Regions from separate parts of the Sus scrofa genome. Here region 2 is linked to region 1. A link is a contact called in public Hi-C data. All regions are on one chromosome and are shown on one strand. The core of a region is the stretch at or near the end of the contact, and the rest is flanking DNA. Distances in the headings are between cores, read along the strand shown. Region 1 overlaps KLF12 (Kruppel like factor 12). Region 2 has its middle 270 kb from the start of TBC1D4.

What was found. A called contact is a pair of places that touch in the nucleus more often than the background predicts.
Region 2: a contact with region 1 is called in a Hi-C map of fetal skeletal muscle, with 2.6 times the contacts expected there. The contact joins two enhancer-like sites. A contact is called at or near these places in 9 of 47 Hi-C or Micro-C datasets (embryonic fibroblasts, fetal heart ventricle, fetal skeletal muscle and 5 more).

Annotation. Positions count from the first base shown.
Region 1 is chr11:46,144,411-46,150,992 of Sscrofa11.1, forward strand. The region is part of intron 3 of KLF12 (Kruppel like factor 12); the gene reads right to left. Among named protein-coding and RNA genes, the nearest start is that of KLF12, 160 kb to the right of the region's middle. Within about 2 kb of position 4,226, at least 7 of the 83 cell types and tissues checked have an H3K27ac peak or open chromatin away from gene starts, as enhancers often do. A contact at or near this core is called in fetal skeletal muscle, where this site is marked.
Region 2 is chr11:47,487,455-47,493,931 of Sscrofa11.1, forward strand. No RefSeq gene overlaps it. Among named protein-coding and RNA genes, the nearest start is that of TBC1D4, 270 kb to the right of the region's middle. Within about 2 kb of position 2,752, at least 10 of the 83 cell types and tissues checked have an H3K27ac peak or open chromatin away from gene starts, as enhancers often do. A contact at or near this core is called in fetal skeletal muscle, where this site is marked.

The DNA.
Region 1 (6,582 bases), core at 2,976-5,475:
AGGAACCACAGTAAGAAATACATATTTCATAGATGTAAAGTATTGCAATTGGATTGGATAAGCAATGAGATCTGCTGTATAGCACAGGGAACTGTATCTAGTCACCTGTGTTGGAATATGATGGGAAGACAATGTGAGAAAAAGAAGGTGTATATGTATGTGTGACTGACAGCAGAAACTGACAGAACATTGTAAATCAACTATAATAGAAAAAATAAAAATCTTACCAAAGAAAGAAATACATATTTCAACATGACTCAGTACAAGCACACAGAGACATACACAGTACTGCATTTGCATGAATGTAAATAGGTTACTAAATAAAAGTTTCAAAATTTAACACATATTTGGGTGATACTTTCATATATTTTTAAGTCAAATCTTTTCTATTTAACTTCTTTAAAATTTTAAAGAAATTTTAAGCTACTAAACTGATTTCAAGATTCACCGTCAGGGGTTCCTGTTGTGGCTGAGGGAAACAAACCTGACTAGCATCCATGAGGACGCAGATTCGATCCCTGGCTTCACTCAGTGGATTAAGGATCCAGTGTTGACATGAGCTGTGGTGTAGGTTGCAGAAGGGGCTCAGATCTGGCGTTGCTATGGCTGTGGCGTAGGCGAACGGCTACAGCTCTGATTCGACCTCTAGCCTGGGAACTTCCAAGTGCCACAAGTGTGGCCCTAAAAAGACCAAAAAAAAAAAAAAAAAAAAAAAAAAAATTCACCATCAGGAAAATGACTCACAGTGTGAACAGTGGTGTTCTAGTGTGTTGTAAATTACAGCTGGCTTTTAAGAGAAGTTATTTTAAAATCATTATAGCGACAGTCCTGGCTATACAAATGATCTATTAAAAATTGTGGAATGAATGAAGTAATGAAAGGAAAAAAAAAAAAAAAGAAGATGAATTCACCTGGTCATGAAAAATACATACAATCAGCCAATGATCAAAGTAGCATTCCCCCCACATAAAGGTGGCTGGAGGAAAGATCAAGCATGTGATTCTTACTCTGTAAACTGGTAGCTCTTCTTTTATTTATTAGATAGAAAGACAAATATCAATGTGTTCTTCTCTAAAGAACACAAAGTGGAAGAGCAGTTCATCAAAGTCTCCCTTAACAATGGAACCCAAGCAGAAAGAAAGGGCTGAGAAAATGGTAACACAGCTTGGAATACAAAAAGAATTATTATTAAGGGAGTAAGAAAAAACAGGGAACAGAAACCACAGCCAGAGAGTTGTAAATAATTAAAAAGCCAATTTAAAACAGTGCTGGCAAAGATTCTAAGACCAAGTTTCCCTCTTGGATCTCATAGTCTTCCTTCTTTCGTTTGTTATTTCCAGATCTTAAGAGCCCTTGGATAAAAGGCCCATTTGCAAAAAAATCTCTCTATAGGCCTTGATTTAGATCTAGATAGATATCTCCCTATCTATATACCCATCCAAAACCCAAAGGTTTCTTGCAATGAGTATATACGTTCAAACATCATCAAGATAATCCTATAAATACCTGCAATCTAATATGTAAAGTAAGAATTTCCTTGTAGCATAACAGCACCTGTACTATGTGAAATTAGAAGTTTTACATTTAAGTAGAACATTACTTCCAGAGAGGAAAAAAAAGAAAACCACAGAGGAAAGGAAATACACTCAATTTCAAAATCCAATATGTCAATGTAGAACGTGCTACATATTATGGGAGAAAACTTCTCAGGTGTGGTGAAAACAAATGCAGCAACTACATTCGACTAAATTCTATCCTAGTAATATATCACATTTAAGCACATCTCTATTTAAATACAAATGAGACCACTTTACTTGAGGAGGAATTTGACCTCGCAAATTAAAATGGTGTGCTAGGTATCACTTTATAAAAGCATGGACACAAAGTCCATTAGGCTAACCTCTTGCTCAATCTGTTTTATCTACTGGCTGGATTTCTGTACCTTTACTACCTAACGTCTACCTCTGAATGAAGCATCATCTCTCTCTTACTGTGGATCCCCTCTGCTGTCTATACGTTTTCTCTTCTTTTTCCCTTTTGTACTTTTTTTTTTTTTTTTTTTGGTCTTTTTAGGGCTGCATGGGTGGCATATGGAGGTTCCCAGGCTAGGGGTCTAATTGGAGCTACACCTGCTAGCCTACACCACAGCCACAACCATGCCAGATCCAAGCCATGTCTGTGACCTACACCACCGCTCATGGCAATGCCGAATCCTTAACCCACTGAGGGAGGTCAGGGATCAAACCCACAACCTCATGGTTCCTAGCTGGATTCGTTTCCGCTGCACCACAACGGGAACTTCCCCCTCTTGTACTTTTATTTACTACTTAACTGCGTGGAGGACGGAGAAGCCAAACTCACTCCTTGACATTTTACAGTTTACAAGGAACTTAGAGTTTTCTCTTTTTCTAAGAATTCTCTTAATGATACAAATAATTTCCTTCTCCTCTCTTGAGCCAGTTACTGTTATCACATTTTAGAACAAGCTCAGTCTGTACCAGAGGAAACAGAGGAATTGACTGACTACAGGTATTTCAGATAAACAAGAGTCTAAGAAGCCATTTTTTGATGGAATCCATTCAACTTTCTGTGCATGTCCAGAAGCGAAAAAATACAGGTAAGTTTCTACTCCTTACTGAAAATCTGCTAAAAACAAACAACAAATGACTAAATATCTGTATAAAATATTCGGAACTCTTATTTATTTTTTCTCAGTATATATCATAATTTAATATGTGCTAAAGGGAGTATTTCAATTCTGTGGGAATGAATGGTTTATGTAATAACTAGTGCTGGCATAACTGGCTATTCATTTAGAATAAAAGGAACTTGTATCCTAATTTCACAACAAATCCAAAGGTAAATTCCAAGTGTATTAAAAACGTACATGTACCCAATAAATCTCAGAAGAACATTTTGGTGACTACGTGGAAATCTAGGGGACAGAGGACACGTCTCACACTAAAACCAGAAGCCTGGAAGTAAAAAAGATAGACATGTTTGATCACCTAAAAATGTAAAACGTTTATATGCCCAAAAGATACCATAAGCAAAGTTAAGAGTAAAAATACGCATTTAGAAAAACATGTGTCATGCCCAAACTCCTGTTTAAAAATCAGGTTTCCAGAAATATTGGCTCTTTCTCACTACGCAACCAGTTCTTGTCTTTGTTTTACAAGAACAGCAGCAAAACCCTCAAGTCCTATCAAAGTTCAAATTCAAGAATAATACGCCAAAAGTCAGCAACAGTCTGCCCGGTCCTGCTTCCCAATAAGCAACAGTAAAACCTCATTAAAAAGAAAAGATTAAGGACCTAGAGGGTTTGCTGATAAAAATCAAATTCAGATTTAAAAGAGGAATCTATACCAAAGGAGGCTGTGGTAGTTCGGTCACTCAAGAAGCCAAGACAACTGTATACATGAGCTGCCTGGGACTGTTCTAGACTATTCTGGTCATATGGCAGATGACACCAGGATTCCACCGAATGGCAAACTAAAAGAGGACAGTTATGCATAAGGTGGACAGAAGAAGCGAGTCTGTGACAAAATGCACCAGGACCTGAAATAAGACATCGCACACATCAACGAGCAGGAAAGCTGATAGCAGGAGAGACGTGGTGAAACAAAGAGGAGTTTCAAGGGAGCAAAGCTCCATCTGCCTTCAATGGTCAGAAGCGATGGTCAGAACCTCTAACCAGCTCGGCGGCAATCACTGCGATGCCTGTATTTCCTTTTCCAAATATAAATGGCCTAGGACTAAAAATACACCGTGGCTTCTTCCTGTGGGCTGCTGAGAAAAGCAACAGCCCGTAGGAAGAAATGGGGTGTGAGCATTTCAGCACTGCCCACAGCCACGGCCCTCTGAAATTCCTGAATGAGTGCTGGAAAATAAGGCATGGCTTGGGAAGATGCTTCATCTAAAAATAATAGACAAACAACACTTTTAAAGGAGATGACCAAAGAAATTACACGCCCAAACGAGGATGTTGCTTTCTTAACAGCAGTAACATGACCTAGTCAAACACTGGGGAGGAAAGGTACTTGAAACTCAAGGATCTATTCATACAAAATGATTTAAGTCAGGAATAATGCATTTATGACCCAGAGTAAGTTATTTTTCAGGTCTCCATTATAATAAAAACTCTTGATGCAATAAATATGTTTTGTAAAATTCTAGTAGACTGGACTACGGCGATTGCATTTCCAGGAAAGAAAATTGGCAGCACAGGAAACAAGCTGAGCTTTTCCTGCTGGGCAGTTGCTTTTATTACAGTCACAGACATCGGGGAGGGGGGGGCGGGTACCCAGCAAGAAACAAAAACAGGGAAAGGGGGAGAAAACAAACCAAGAGACCTTTATTACATAAAGTAGTAAAGAAGGACAGGATAGAAGTCAGGGAAGAAAATTGGGCAACAGTGAAATACGCAGCTGGCTCTTTAGTTCTGACTGTTTCAAAGCCACCAGTCACCACACCCTGCCCAAGGCTCATTCCTGGGCCTTGAGGTGCTATTACCTGTTCCTCTACTACATGGAGAAAGGACAAGCTCAGGTATAGGAAGCAGGAAACAAGTCCCTCTCTTTTTTTAAGCTCTATGGTTAGATTTTCACAGAGTGGTTATGGCCTTGCCCTTCAAGTATTCTGCATTTCTAAAATGCAATATTTATCAATGCTCAAATGTAAAAGAATGTCTTCAAACAATAAATACATGGAGTTCCCTTGTGGCACAATGGGTTAAGGATCAGTAGCCAGGAACTTCCACATGCCAAGGATGCAGTCAAAAAAAAGAAAAAAGAAAAAAGAAATACAACAACAACAAATACAAAGTATTTGGGGCTTATCTCTTGTTTTGACCTATTCTGTACATTCTAGTCTGTGATGAAGGAGCGATGTTTGATCTCAGATTCGTATTAACGCTGGTATCATTTTTAAAATTCTCAATGGAACCCAAATTTTACTGAACCTTTGTTTGCCTTTCGTTGTCAATCCTAGATCTGTATCTATTGCTTTTGGCATTTTCTTTCCTTTTCCATTATGTATCCTTTTTCCTAAAACTCATGTCAATCTAATAAATTGACTTTAGAATTCAGGTTAATTACAGCAAGATGCAGGTTACTTCCACAAAATAATATAAGCAGAGGATGTGCAATTAAGAACTTTGCTCCTGTAACTCTTCCCTCTCTACAATTACCCATTTTCAACTGTCTTCTTGATCCTTCTTGACAGAATACAAATAGGCTATGCTGTCTCTCTCTTTTAAAATCCCTCCCTTGAGAGCTTAAATGCCTCTTCAGCTACCATTCCATTTCTCCCTAACTCTTGCAATGAAACTAGTCCTAAGAGCTGTTGAGACTTTCAGTCTCCCCTTGCCTCACTCCCATCTGAACATGAACTCACCTCGGTCAGTCCTTTCTCCCCACTGCGCCACTGACACAGTGTCACCAGTAAACTCCAGCCTCCTCAAATCCTTAACTCTCAGTCCTTAGGTTATCTGATCCCTTAGCAGCCTTGGCTGTAACTGACGACTCCCTTCTTGCAACATTTTCTTCACTTGCATTCTGTCTAAGACTCTTTTCTTTTACCTTAATAGTAGATGAAGGAAGGGAGGAAAAGAGAGTTCTAAATACACCTACTTTTCCATCAAGGCAGGACCAAACCAAGAGCAGCTTTGCCTGTGAGTCCTTACGACCTTCTATGCTTTTGCTGCTAAGCATCTATGAACACTAATGACAATCTCCTGGGAAATCTACCAAAAACTTCCCCAGGCTGAACTGACATTTCTTTACAAGGTCAAACAATCCCTCTAGGGTCTGGCTTATAAATAACATGTCTCAGAGGTTAGTAGCCCATCCACTAGCCTTCTAATCTCGCAGCACTGTCACTTCCAGGGCTACGGCTACTCTGTCCTCTTGGTATGGAGCAGAAAAACATCTTCCTTTAACATTTTCTCCCTTCCAATGTCAGGGAGATCTCTGACAGCTTCCCTCTGCTGGCTCTAGTCTAAACTGTATTTGCTTACTGTACCTTCCAGAACACTGTACCCTTTTCTTTACATCATATGTCACGTTCAAGGTCCAACAGATTTGTTGGTGCTCTGGGTTAGCAAACAACCTGCCATTCTTTTAGACCATCTTCTGTAAATACTTCGATGAGAAGACGTTCTCTCTTCATTAGAATGCTTTTCCACATTCTTCTATTGGGGAAGTTTCACGCTACCACATTCCAGAACCTCACCGCCCACTCTGGGCATCCCAGCAGAAACATTTTGCCCAGGAGTTACCGCTGTGGTGCAGCAAGTTAGGAATCCAACTGCAGCAGCTCTGGCCCCTGCAGAGGTGAGGGTTTGATCCCAAACCCAGCACAGTGGGTTAAGGATCTGTTATTGCTGCACCTGTGGCTTGAATTCAATCCCAGGCCTGGAAACTTCCACATGCTGTGGGTGCGACCAAAAAAAAAAAAAAAAAAGAACTTTGTTTTTCCAACCACATATATAACACCATCTGTGAAAATAATTTTGTCAAATACAACTTTCTCTATCTGCAATTATAATTAAACTCGCTCCCCATGGCATATCCATGGCTGGTC
Region 2 (6,477 bases), core at 1,502-4,001, 1.3 Mb after region 1:
ATCATGGCTCAGCCGAAATGAACCTGGCTAGTATCCATGAGGACACAGATTTGATCCCCGGCCTCGCTCAGTGGGTTAAGGATCCGGCATTGCCATGAGCTGTGGTGCAGGTCACAGATGTGGCTCAGATCCCGTGTTGCTGGGTCTGTGGGGCAGACCGGCAGCTACAGCTTCAATTCGACCCCTAGCCTGGGGAGCTCCATGTACTGAGGGTGAGGCCCCAAAAAGAGAAAAAAAATCGAATCAAATCAAATCAAAAGTCAGATTTGAAAAAAAAAAAAAGACAGACTAGAATAGGTGGTAAACAACCCATAAATTCCTCAAATAGAGGAACTATTAAAAACCAAAACCAGATTAGCCCAGGTCATTTAAGAAGATGGAAGCCCCCAGTCATGTGTCTTAAAACAAGGAGAGATCATTCCCTAAATAGGAAAATAAACCTTTCGGAAAGTATTTCACTGTTTTTTAAAGGTTTGAGAAAAAAAAAAATGTTCCCTCGTTATCTTCAATGCAAGACTCTGAAATCTAGAGCAGCCTTTACCAACAGGTTTTCACAGAACGGTTCGACAGGAACAAACAGTTTCTGACTCAAGTAAGTCTAGGTCACTCTTAGTTAAAGGAAGAGGGCTATTCAAGTAATTTGCACAAATACTGATGTGATAATAATAACATGAAAGAGGAAAAAGAGGAAGAGGGAACAATATGAAGTCTTTTCCAAACTTACCTGACAACAACTATTTTTGTTTCAAAGCCTGGGGACCCAAAAGTCTCATCTGTGTTCTGCTCACCCAGCCGTGTGCCCTGGCATTGTGCTGCCTCCAGCTGGAGGAAAAGGGCCTTTGGCTTTTGCAAGAAGGCGCTGGGCAGCCGGCCAGGTTTGTTTCTACCTCTCCCCATCCCTGCGTGGCAGGGGGAGGCAGGGAGGAGGGCAGACTCTATTTCTCACACAGTGTCCATCCTATCAGCTCACGGCACCCTCCTCAGGACCATCAGCCTTGACCTCTTGCTCAGTTATTTCTCCTAGACTACCGGAGAAGGGCCTTGCGGCTCTGGGGACATGAATAAAGGGCTTCTCTACAGGATACTTGAACCTGAACTTATTAGCCTGGAGAGGCTAGAAAGGCTCATCCCCTCTCCTCCTCTTTCCCTGGACAAAAGAGCAGAAGGGCTTCAGAAAAGCAAAGGGGGTGGCTAAAGGGTGGAAATACAGCCAGGGATATTTCAAAAGTCAAATCCTTGTTACAGAACCTACTGGCCCATCCCAGTCTCTGGATGGAACATTTCTGGGCCACCAATCCATTCTTGAGGCACTTGGTGCTGCAGGGAGAGAAGGGAGGGGTTACAGCAGGCACACAGGGCTGACAGCCAGTAGTGGGCAGAGGGGTATCTGTCCTTAAAGAAAGAGAACATGGTCTGGGCAGGCCCCCCAAGAAATCCACTACTCTCTCTCCAGCCCTGCGAATAATGACAGTCTGTAGGTGCTTCAAATAACTCTACTTCCTTAGCTGTTCACGTTGGATTTCATATCCCAACTCCTTGAACGATACTTTTCATGTTGTACCTTATTCGAGTTTAACATCTCCTTTTAGGTGTGAAACTGAGAACTTTATAAGCACTTGGGTAAAGACACATGTGGGAGAATAATGGTTCATGCCTGTTTTCAGTTCCTAATAGCAAGCACACTTTTAATATTCCTTTCACTTCATACTCGCATGGCCCCTGATAGGACTCCGCAAGGAAAAAAGTAAGCCCACCATTCAAAAGGAGGCTAGCCTCATGGAGGAGTGACTTCCTCCACTTCCTTCCCAAATTTCTCATCAGTTTTTTTTTTTTTTCTTTTTTAAATCTTTTTAGGGCCTTACCGGTGGCATCTGGAAGTTCCCAGGCTAGGGCCACAGCCACAGCCATGCAGGATCTGAGCCACATCTGCGACCTACACCACAGCTCACAGCAATGCCAGGTCCTTAACCCACTGAGCAGAGCCAGGGATCGAACCTGAGTCCTCATGGATGCTAGTTGGGTTTACCGCTGAGCTCCCACAGGAACTCCTCTCCACCAGTTCTTATTCCCACCTGCACCAGGGAACCAGCTGGTCAAGAGTGTGACGCTCCGAATAATATTCAGGGAGGGAAAAACAAACAAAAACAAAAGATTCAGTTAGATACTGACCACGTCATCAGCTTTACTGTTTCCCAGGAAAATTAAAGGACTACGGAGCTCTATGTCCCTGTTTTATGACTCTTTTTTCAGTTTTGTTTTTTTTATATAAGTAGAGTTGATTTATGTTTCATGATGCTTTATAACCCTAATATGCCTGCTGGAGATAGTGCAGAAAGCTTCGACTGAAGAACAGTGGGAGACTGGGAAGAAATCAAAAAAGAGAGAGAGAAAGAGAAGGGATCTCCTGTGCTCACCAAGAACCCCCCCACCAAGGACAGCAGGGAACTCCCCCAACCTTCTGAAGATGTGATCTGGTAACAGACACTGAAGGAAAGTGAGACGTTGTTCGGGGGGAGCTCAGAAACACAAATGAAATCAGAAAGGTGGTCAGGCCAGGCTGGCTCCTTTGGAATGCCGCTTCCCGTTCCTTCAGCCAGAACCCCCGATGCTTCTTTCTCCCCCGTTAGCATTCGGTTAACCCTCATCTCTAAAGCCCACTCTGCGTGCCAGGACAGCTTTCATTCATCTCCGGGACTTCCGGCGATTCAGAGGTTTCGCTCCAGGAAAAGAAAGCACACACGCGCCCAGAGCCAGAGCGGGACACCGCTGACCTCCTTCTCCTGGAATCCTCTGTAGACTTCTCCCCAGCTCTGTGCAAACCATTTGCAGCTGGGTATTTTTCCTGCTTGTGAAACAAGACTGTCTGCCCAGCAGAACAAGACCTATTTGATGAATGGTGGCAGAGGGCTAAGGTGGAAGCGGATTTTGATTGCCTTGATTGCAAGAATCCAGGCGCTTAAAAACGATCTAGATGGCTTAACCTCTTCTTAGCTGCGTTACGGCAAATGACATAGCGACAAACATATTATGTATACACTCTGACACAAAGCAGAGGATAAAAAGAGGTGTTTTTCTCAGTGCGCATAAAGCCTCACGTCCAGAGTGATCCTATTAAGAGTCATCCTTTAAAAACTACTTTATTACAGAAATAGTTCATTAATATAGCACAGCAAAAAAGATTCAAGTATAAAGAGTGAAATGGTCAAGGCCACTTGTCACCCCTCACTCACTCCTCTTCTCTCCCCAAAGGTAACCGCATTTAGAGTTTGCTGTATGTGCTTCTGCTCGTTTTTCTTTATAATGACTGTAAACAACAGATTTTTCCTAAACAAATTGTTCTACTTGTTGCTTTTTTCACTTAAGGATACATCTTTTGGGCCCTTCCCTGTTGGTGTGTACAGGTCTGCCTCATTCTCCTCATTGGCTGCATAGTTGCTGCAATTCGAAGCAGCAGCAAATTCTAATTGTGTCCCACGGCTAAAAAAAAAAAAAAACTTTGAAAAAGAAACATATGATTGGCCTGGTTTTGGACTACTATTTTGAAAAATTAAACGGGAGCTTGCCGAGGCATGCTTAAACCGTTAGTCACTGAAAAAAACGTTCAGCGAACGAACCACAAAACTCACAGCTTCCCAAAGCAGCCTGGCATGGGTCCTGCCTTGTCATCTGCCTGGGCTCAGGGGGAGCTCTGGGTAGCAACTCTGCAATATGTCCTCAAAATGCAGGGAGTTCAAATAATTTCCAATCCTGACAAGGCTTTACATCTACCCTGTCTTATCCTTTACATTTAACCCATATGATCCTGTGACCCTGTGAGGGCGTAACACAAAAAGAAGGTTGTTTAGGGAGGAGAGGGTATGAAAGCAAGAAATACAAGAACAGCAACACTGATTTGTTAAGCTGATTTTTCCGACAGCGCTATTCGCTTTCCATAAATCCTGGAATGGCCGGGCCAGCTTTCATTACGTTAGGGGTTCCTGATTGGGTTCCTCACCTTATTACAATGCTGGTCTCTGTGTTCCCCTGTGAATGACTACTCTCTTGCTCAGAGCAAGTGAAAGATTCTTTAACCTTTTTGGTAACCAAGCTGCAGTTATGGCAGCAGAAATTCATCACAAGGAGTTTTCCAGCAGAAATTTCCTTTTTTTCAGAAAGCAAAATGAGAGCCTAAAATTTAACAGGGGAAAAGAAAAGAAAAGAAAACTACTAATTGCATCCTGTAACACCCTAGGATTCTCCACTTTTAAGAGAAAGTGTATTTTAGCTTCTCCCCAGGAGCTAAGAACACGGTCATTTCGTGTCAGCTTGTAATGAATTAGCACAACTCTTTGATCAATGGCATCAAAGGCCATTGATAGCACTGATAATATAGACGTTAGAAAATTGTGCATTGATTTACCACCTGAAATCAATCAAACTTTCACCATTCTATTTCCCTTCCATTGCTCTTTCAGACTGGGATAACATTCAGATGCTGAGCCTCCAGGGCCTCGAAAGAGGAGAGTGGGACCCACGGAAAGCTCTGATTTTCTACAGCTACTGGATGTGAACTCACCAAAAGTTACAAATGGGGAGCTTTACAGTCAAAAAAAAAAAAAATCTTTCTGCAAGGACATGTCAAAACTCAAGTGGCCATTGCCTTTGAGATGGACTTCTTTACAGATCCTTCCAGGTCCATCTCTCTTGCCATCTACTTTGGTTACTCCATGCCGCTGGCCGATGGTGGCAGCTGGGCCTCACAGCCCAGATAAAGTCCGAAGGCAGCTCAAGCTTCCCTCCACATGCCCATTCGTTCGAGTAACTTTTCCAGGGCTATGCAGTCAGGCCAATTATCTTAGAAACAGGCAATTATAACCACATTCACAGCTCCCTAAAAGGGTGAGTGCATTCCAGTAACAATTTCTCATGAAAGAAAACAGTAATTGAAGGACTGGCAAGGCTATTGCAACAGACCAAGACCTCTGGAAAGACATTTAATAGCACACACACACGCCTACACACACACACACACACACACACACACACACACACAGAGTCCCCTTACTTTCTCACCAGAGGCATTTTTCCTTTCCATCCAAATCCACTAAATATTTTCTGGGGAAAAATATAGGCAATAGAAAGCAAAACTGATGAAGCTATGTCTGGGATTCTGGGTTCTGGTCACACCTTGTTCTTTAATGTCTGTATCTGTGTAGCTCTTGCTTACATAGTGTTGAATGTAAGTCGCAACATAAAATATTCACAAAGTACTATTCTTGAAATAATACACGTGAAAGTACTTAAGAAATGGTAAGTTATTCCACCAATTTGAGGTAAATCTGGTCCTTTTTGGAGCCCCATTCACATCTCCATCAATAGAGATCAGTACCCGCTCGACCTAGGCATGGTGCTGGGAGGTGACCAAACCTACTTATTAATTTAGTTGTGTACTCATTATTACTTATGACTATATCTAGGTATACTAGATCTAGTGGATCTAAGTGGATAACAGCCCTCAGACCTCAATCTTGACTGAACACAGCACACACACTACCATACACACACAGCCTGCATGCACCTATTCAAATCCACACACAACACTTTGGCTCTCATTATCCAGGACTGGGTGGTAATATCTTTGAGCGTAAGAACTTACTTTAAGTATTCCCAGCCCCACAGACTATAAGACTTTGCACATCATTGCAGTCAGTACCTAGTTGTGGAATTGATTAACCATCAGATGTTTATGATAATTTTTCAGATACTGGATCTCTTGAAATGACATGTAAACATATGCTTTGAATAGACTGGTGAAAACATTGCCCACGAACGTGGGCTTTTGCCCGAAGGAAAGACATATACTCAACTATTTTTACTCGTTTATATATGTGTGTGTGTGTGTCTTTCCTTTGGACAAAAGTAAACGTTTGCACTATATACACAGAGAGACACACAACACATACAGAGCATATGTGGGCAGCAGGGCCACCCATTCCCTTTGGTTCTGGAAAACATGAAAGATAAACCATTGCGGGCAAGAAAGGGGACGTCTGACCTTGCTGCTTTGTTTTTCCTACATTCAACCAGAGTATTAGGACAGCAGGGAGACAAAAGGTAATTGAGCTGGGATTCTGGGGAAGCATTTTGTAAGTGAATAAAAGGCCACAGTGATGAGTTCAGTGGCAGACGGGGTTTCCAAACACATCTCCAGAGAATGAGGAATGAACCTAAACAGAAAGTCTTTCTTTCTCAAAATGCATAAAATGCTAGGTTTAATATTTGCCTCTTGCCTGCGCGGGTAATGCCGGTTTTCGGTTTGGACAGCAGAGACCAGCCCCGTGCCTCGGCTCCCGGTGCGGCTGAGCGGGGACGGTGCGCCATCTACTGGCCGCAGGTTCAAGGAGCGCCCCTCAGCCTTTTGTCAATGGGGCTTTTGGAACGCGCGGCTCCAAAGTTATGATCCAAAGAGAAATAAGGGCGTGCATGCCCTTTCCACCC